Linked DNA regions of Mus musculus: region 1 is linked to region 2. Evidence: chromatin contacts called from public Hi-C data. All regions are on one chromosome and are shown on one strand. The core of a region is the stretch at or near the end of the contact, and the rest is flanking DNA. Distances in the headings are between cores, read along the strand shown.

The links. Hi-C and Micro-C count contacts between places; a contact is called where the count stands out from the background.
Region 1: a contact with region 2 is called in a Hi-C map of cortical neurons, with 4 times the contacts expected there. The contact joins two enhancer-like sites. A contact is called at or near these places in 4 of 484 Hi-C or Micro-C datasets (cerebellar granule neurons, cerebral cortex, cortical neurons and 1 more) and 4 of 115 datasets of contacts at active chromatin or transcription factors (VIP interneurons, embryonic basal ganglia, embryonic midbrain and 1 more).

Annotation. Positions count from the first base shown.
Region 1 is chr6:32,404,976-32,408,142 of GRCm38.p6, reverse strand. The region is part of intron 3 of Plxna4 (plexin A4); the gene reads left to right. Among named protein-coding and RNA genes, the nearest start is that of Plxna4os1, 100 kb to the left of the region's middle. Within about 2 kb of position 1,577, at least 10 of the 459 cell types and tissues checked have an H3K27ac peak or open chromatin away from gene starts, as enhancers often do. A contact at or near this core is called in cerebral cortex and cortical neurons, where this site is marked.
Region 2 is chr6:31,936,776-31,939,836 of GRCm38.p6, reverse strand. No RefSeq gene overlaps it. Among named protein-coding and RNA genes, the nearest start is that of Gm31894, 80 kb to the left of the region's middle. Within about 2 kb of position 1,391, at least 46 of the 459 cell types and tissues checked have an H3K27ac peak or open chromatin away from gene starts, as enhancers often do. A contact at or near this core is called in cerebral cortex and cortical neurons, where this site is marked.

The DNA.
Region 1 (3,167 bases), core at 328-2,827, 470 kb before region 2:
CTCAGCAAAGGGCCATCGTGACAAGAACACCTGCTCATCGCTCTTGCCCACATCCAATGGGCACAGGCTGGGCCACCCTGTTCATTAGGTCAGCATCTGTCCCGACCAGCTTGCGGCCAGCTGATGCTCATTAATCCCGGAGCCCTGAGCATGCAGGCCGGAAAGGGCTGAGCTTTTAGAGCCATTTATGGCTGTGGGCTCTGTGAGAGCTGCTAGATTGATTTATAATTGGGCTGAGGGGCCTCCCCGTGTCCCTGGAGCCCAGGTCTTAAACAGGGCCAGCCCAAGAGAGTAGTTTTGGCTCACTGGCTTCCTGAAACGGACCACTGTAGGGATGAGGCTCTCTCCAGACCAGCATGGATGGCAGCTCCACTGACATGATGCCAACACACTCCCTGGGGTCTCCTGGCCTGGCTGATGTGGGCATGGAGTTCACTGTTTGAGAGACCAAACAGGCTCTGCACTAGTGAGAACATAGTCTCCACTCCATAGAGCCTTCCTGGATGACCCAAGAGATCTTCTAAAATCACAGCATTTTTCTTTTTCTCCCTCCCTCCCTCCCTCCCTCCCTCCCTCCCTCCCTCCCTCCCTCCCTCCCTCCCTCCTTCCCTCCTTCCCTTCCTTCCTCTTGAGACTAACAATGGAACCAGCAAGGTAATATTTACTGACTGCCCAGTATCTGCTCAGCGTTGTGATGCTACATTCCAATATATATCCTTGTCCAACATGGAAAAGAACAATGATAAACTGAACAATGATAAACAGATGGGGAAACTGAGGTACAGCAAGCTAAATAACCTTCTTAGGTTCATGCCCTTGTAGAGGCAGCGCTCTGCTCTGGAGTAGATGGCTTGGGGTTTTTATATGGTTTCTTCCCATTGTTCTAGGCCCCCCAACTTGGCTTTATCAGCTTGGGGGCCATCAGAGATGAGAGCTTCCTCAGATGGATAGGTGTTCAGATGTGACAGAAGAAAGGAGTTGGGGATGTCAAGAGACTAGGGTTATAACTGCATTCCAGCCTCTGAACAGCACGCAATTTGTGGTTCTTTCTCCTCCTGCTCTGTGCCCTTTGTCACATGGGTGTCCTGACCACCACTGTAGTTTTATGATAAGTATACCAGCCTGCAGCAAATGGAAGAACTGTCCTTGACCCAATAAAACGGAAGTACAAATTAGTTGAGAACTTTCCACTTCAGGTGGTAGTTAATAAACGATTGGCAGTCCGCGTGTGTGTTCCATCCTGGACAAGGGTGAGTTCTGGCTCTCTCTCGACCTTTTGACTCATGGTGAGGATGGACACATGGGAAGTCTGATCCAGTGTCAGCGGTCAGCTCATCTCTTGGTTCTCTCTGGTGCGAGGTTGATTTGAGAGCATGCTGTGTAAGTGCCTGGGACTCTCCTGCTTGCTCCCTGGATTTTCCTACTCCCTTTTTTCCATATCCACACTCCTCTCTTTCTCCCTTTCTGCTGCTTCTCTGTCATCAAAGACAAATCTCACTTCCCAAACTGTGCGCCCAACTGTCTCCATTGCTGCAGGTTTCAGAACAGCCCGAGTGGCGGTGGCGCTTTTTTACGGCAACAGAAGCTGCTGATGCATAATTCAACAAACAATCCAGAAATGCACCAGAATCCAAATCGCTCACATCAGAAGGCTCTTGATGTTAAACGGTGTTTCTGAAAAACCCACTCCATTCATGCCGATCCCCACGCTTTTATCTTCCGGCATTTGTACAATTTTCGGGAAGACTGGTTACAGAGAGGAGTTTGAGCCTCCGGTGGATGGCTGGGTTTTCCCAGCAGAGAGCATGAACGATATGTGGTCCCAACTCCCACCCCCGGGCAGCTGTCAGAGTGACAGGAGCCTGGGGATGAGTCTGGTGTGTGGAGTCCCTCAGGGTCAGTTGAATGTGGAGCCTGGCCAGCCTCAGAGTTCTCATTCCAGAAAGGCCAGGACAAGCCCTGAAGAAACCAGTCACCCCATTCAGTCTGGGGAGACCACACCATATACTGGTTAAGAGCGTGGCTTTGAGCTGGGTGGCATAGTTCAGTTGGTAGAGTGCTTACTTTGCCACGTCCCACGTAAACCTGGCATGATGGTGCACCCCATGTAACCCTAGCTCTTGAGAAGTAGAGGCATGAAGTTCAGAAGTTCAAGGTCATTCTTGGCTCTCGAATGAGTCTAGGCTAATCTGGGCTCCGTAAGACTGTCTGGGTCTTGGCGAGGAGTGCAGTTTTTGGAAAGAACGTCTACAAGGTAAAGCCGGACTGTTACTAATCTATTCCTTTGACTTCAGGCGTCACTCTTAGTCATCCTGTGTCTTAGTCTTTGTGGCTATAGAATGTGAATTAAATGCCACTTACTGTACCTCTGTGGAAACAAAAGTTCGGTCTACGTGAGTACTATATAAGTGTTGGTTATTATTGTGCTAGAGACTTCAGTGGCTCTCAGGGGAAGTCCTGGATTCTTCATTCTCTTAGGACAGTGGTTCTCATCCTTTCTAATGCCGTGGCGCTTTAATATAGTACCTCCTGTTGTGGTGGCCTCCAGCCACAAAATGATTTTTGTTGCTACTTCTTAACTCTAAATTTGATACTGATATATATTTTCCAGTGGTCTTCTGTGACCCCTGTGAAAAGGGTGTTTGACTCCCCAAAGAGGTCAGGACCCACAGGTTGAGAACCACTGCCTTGGGCTATATCCTGCATTTCAACATGGGCCTGGCATGGCCCTCTTTGGTGGGTGTCTGACTCAATCCCTTGTGTCCTGCTCTGTCATCCATGGCTGGGACATTCCAGGGTGGGCTTGATGCAACCAGCTTTATATTTACAGGATACATTTGACCTACACCCTCTCAGGTCTAATCATGTGACCATCGAAAGCCCTAGGCCACATCTTCCTCCCTGGTAAGGCTCCAGGATCAGTTTATGCTCCATCATGCTAGGACATTCTTGGGGAAACTATTGTCCATAACTAGGGAGCAGAAAGAACAAAAGATCCCCCAACCAAAAAGAGTATAAGCTTCAGGAGTGAGGAGTCTGGCCCAGCACTGATGAGAGACTGCAGGCCTCAGATATGAAGTGTCTGGCTCTGCACTGAGGAGGGACTGGTTTCACCATGTCTCTTGGCCACCAAGGCCCTGGCACTCCTCACCAGGGTTCAGTGGCTC
Region 2 (3,061 bases), core at 142-2,641:
AACTTGACACAGCTGGAGTTATCACAGAGAAAGGAGCCTCCCTTGAGGAAATGTCTTCGTGAGATTCAGCTGTAAGGCATTTTCTCAATTAGTGATCAAGTGGGGCAGTCCCCTTGTGGGTGGGACCATCCCTGGGCTGGTAGTCTTGAGTTCTATAAGAGAGCAGGCTGAGCAAGCCAGGGGAAGCAAGCCAGTAAGGAATATCCCTCCATGGCCTCGGCATCAGCTCCTGCTTCCTGACCTGCTTGAGTTCCAGTCCTGACTTCCTTGGTGATGAACAGCAATGTGGAAGTGTAAGCTGAATAAATCCTTTCCTCCCCAACTTGCTTCTTGGTCATGATGTTTGTGCAGGAATAGAAACCCTGACTAAGACAGGGAGGTACATGTTTCTAAGGGTTCCCCTTATCTTCCTTTTCTCTCTTCCCTCTCTGGTATCTTCCAGAAATAGTCCCCTTCCTCCTGCTTCTCCACAGAGTCAGATAGAGAAGTATGCTTGACAAGAATTCAGAGCTGCAGTCCTTAAAGCAGAAAGGCCTAGAAACCAATGCCAGCCACCCATTCTGTGGATGGGCATACTGAGGCTCAAAGACACAAAGGATTTTTTCTCCTATGTGCCCAGAGAGGTCCTTGCAGAGCCAAGACCACAGCTTGGTTTCCCCCATCCTATCACACCACCTTGTCTTCAGTGCAGGAAACCTTCCTCCCACTCAGGTCAGAGCTGCGGTGTAGTGTTGCTGATGAGCATGGCTGTTCAAGGAGATGGTCGCAGCATCTGCAGGTGATGCTCACACTAACTGTCTCAAGGACATGGTGACCAGGTAGCCTTCCTCCTCAAGGAGCAGAAAGAAGGCAGCAGCAGGGATTGGAATGGGACGGTCTGCCTGTCAGTCAACCTAGTCCCCTGAGTCCCCCAGACATGGCTCTGGCATGCCAGAGGGCTGAGGCCAGTATGCTCTACGAAAGAACTGAGAGAAAGGTACAAACCCAGGCTTGAGCCCTGGAAGGGACTTTAGAGATGATCAATTTTTAAATAATCTCCGCTTCATATTCAGAAACTTGACACACAAGGGCTTGGTGACCTGCCCAAAGAAACATGGAGAGATCGCCAAGTTTATAAACCCTGCCCCTCCACCCCACTCCCACCCTATTAGGAATTGATGCTTCTCTGCTCCTCTGGGAACAGTCTGACCTGTGCTCAGATGAAATGCTAATCCTGAGCGACTCACCGATGTGGTCAGTACGCTCTGAAGCCCCGCCCCCTCTTCTCCGTTTTCTTCCCCAAGCCACTCTGCTTCCTTAAAGGCAGAACAGATGAGGAAGGCACACACACAGATGTGCCAGGATCTGCAGCTGGCAGGCTCGGAAGCCCTCTCTCTTAAGCATTGCTCCACCCTAGCCTGCACCAGTAGCAAAGAAGTAAAGACCTCGCGGATGAATGAGAACGGGGCGGTGGGAAACCCAATTCGTTCTCCAAGGACACGAGCGCCCTCTGCTGTTCGCATGATGAATTACGGATTCGGACTAAACCGCATGAACGCAGCAGCTAAGTCTCACCAAATCAAGAGGGTTGCAGCCACCACCACCACCACCACCACCACCACCACCACCACCACCACCAACAACAACAACAACAACAACAACAACAACAACAACAACAACAACAACAACAACAACAACAACACATAACTAAAGAAAAGACCAATAAAAGTGAGACCCAAAGTGGAATCTGGGAGGAGAAAAGCTGCCTGAGTTCTTCTATGTGGACCTTCGAGCAAAGTTCAAGGTCCTGCCCATTCCCCATTTACCCGCTTTGTGCTCCCCAGGTATTTTCTAGTTTGATTTCAAAGCAAGCTGTGTAGTGATTTGGGGGTAGGGGGAGCCTACTTACTCCACAACCTCTTGAGTTCTGAGAGTTTATAAATATTCACCTTGGCAACTTTGAGCACAGATCAAAGCTACAGTAGATAGGATGAAGGACTAGAACGCTGGGATACAGCTCCATGGCTGTCACTTCCTACTCGTGTTGGACCTTTCTGTGCCTCGCTCTCCTCATCTGTAGAATGGGTCTTCTGAGTCCTAGGGAATTCCCTTAGGTAACAGATGGTGCAGTTTTGGCAAGCCAGGGTGGAGAGATCCGATTCAGGCCCCCGACCCTTATCAGTTTTCTTCCCTGTTTTGTGAGCAGTAGTGAGGTAAAGGGGTTACAGAGATAGGACACTGTCTTGCTCCATTTCTCCACATGGGTGACCACAGAGCAAGGCCTCTGGTAATTCTATTGCAGCCTTGGCGATTTACTGAGCTCCTATTAGTAGGCAAGGCCTGCTGTGTAAATTCTGCGGGCTCCTGAGGACTGGTGCTCAGGAAGACAGGAGGGCACAGAGTAGAGATCCCAGAACAGCATAGGAGCCTTGAGATTGGAGCCTGGGAGGCCAAGGACAGGCCAGCTTCCTCTGAGTCTAGCATTTCCCGAGGCCAGCCCTGAAATGACTTTCCTTGTCTAAAAGGTCAAGGTCATGGGCTTGGGGGTGTAGTGCTGTAAGGCAGAGCGCTACCATGTGTGTCTCCCGACAGCTGCTCTGTCTCCTGGTCTCAGTGACAACACAGCCGTTAAGGAGACCTCGCCCGTGATCGGTGTGGAGGATGCGCGTACATTATCATATGATCATGGCATTCGTCAGCGATCCCTTTCCTATTTTCTGCATGAGGCTCCCTTATTTGAATGTGTTTCCTCAACAGAAATGAGAACTCTTCTTTGTCCCTTCTTCGGTCCCAGAGCTGTGGTGGGGCGGGGATATCCCAGGTGCATCTGCGAGGAAGCTTCCAGAGGGACCCAGAATGCTATTACTGAAGGCTAAATGTTCCGTGGCTAAAAGCTGCTGTAGCAATCTTGGCATCCACTCTGTTTGAATGGGTACATTACTGTAATGTCCCATTGCTGCCGTCAGCACGCAGAGGGCTGGGCTATTTGTAACCGCTGAGACGCCTGAGCAGCAACATAAAGATCAAATGGTAGAGACTTCCTCTGCCTCAGCTGAGACAACCAGGCTCAGGGCTTTGAATT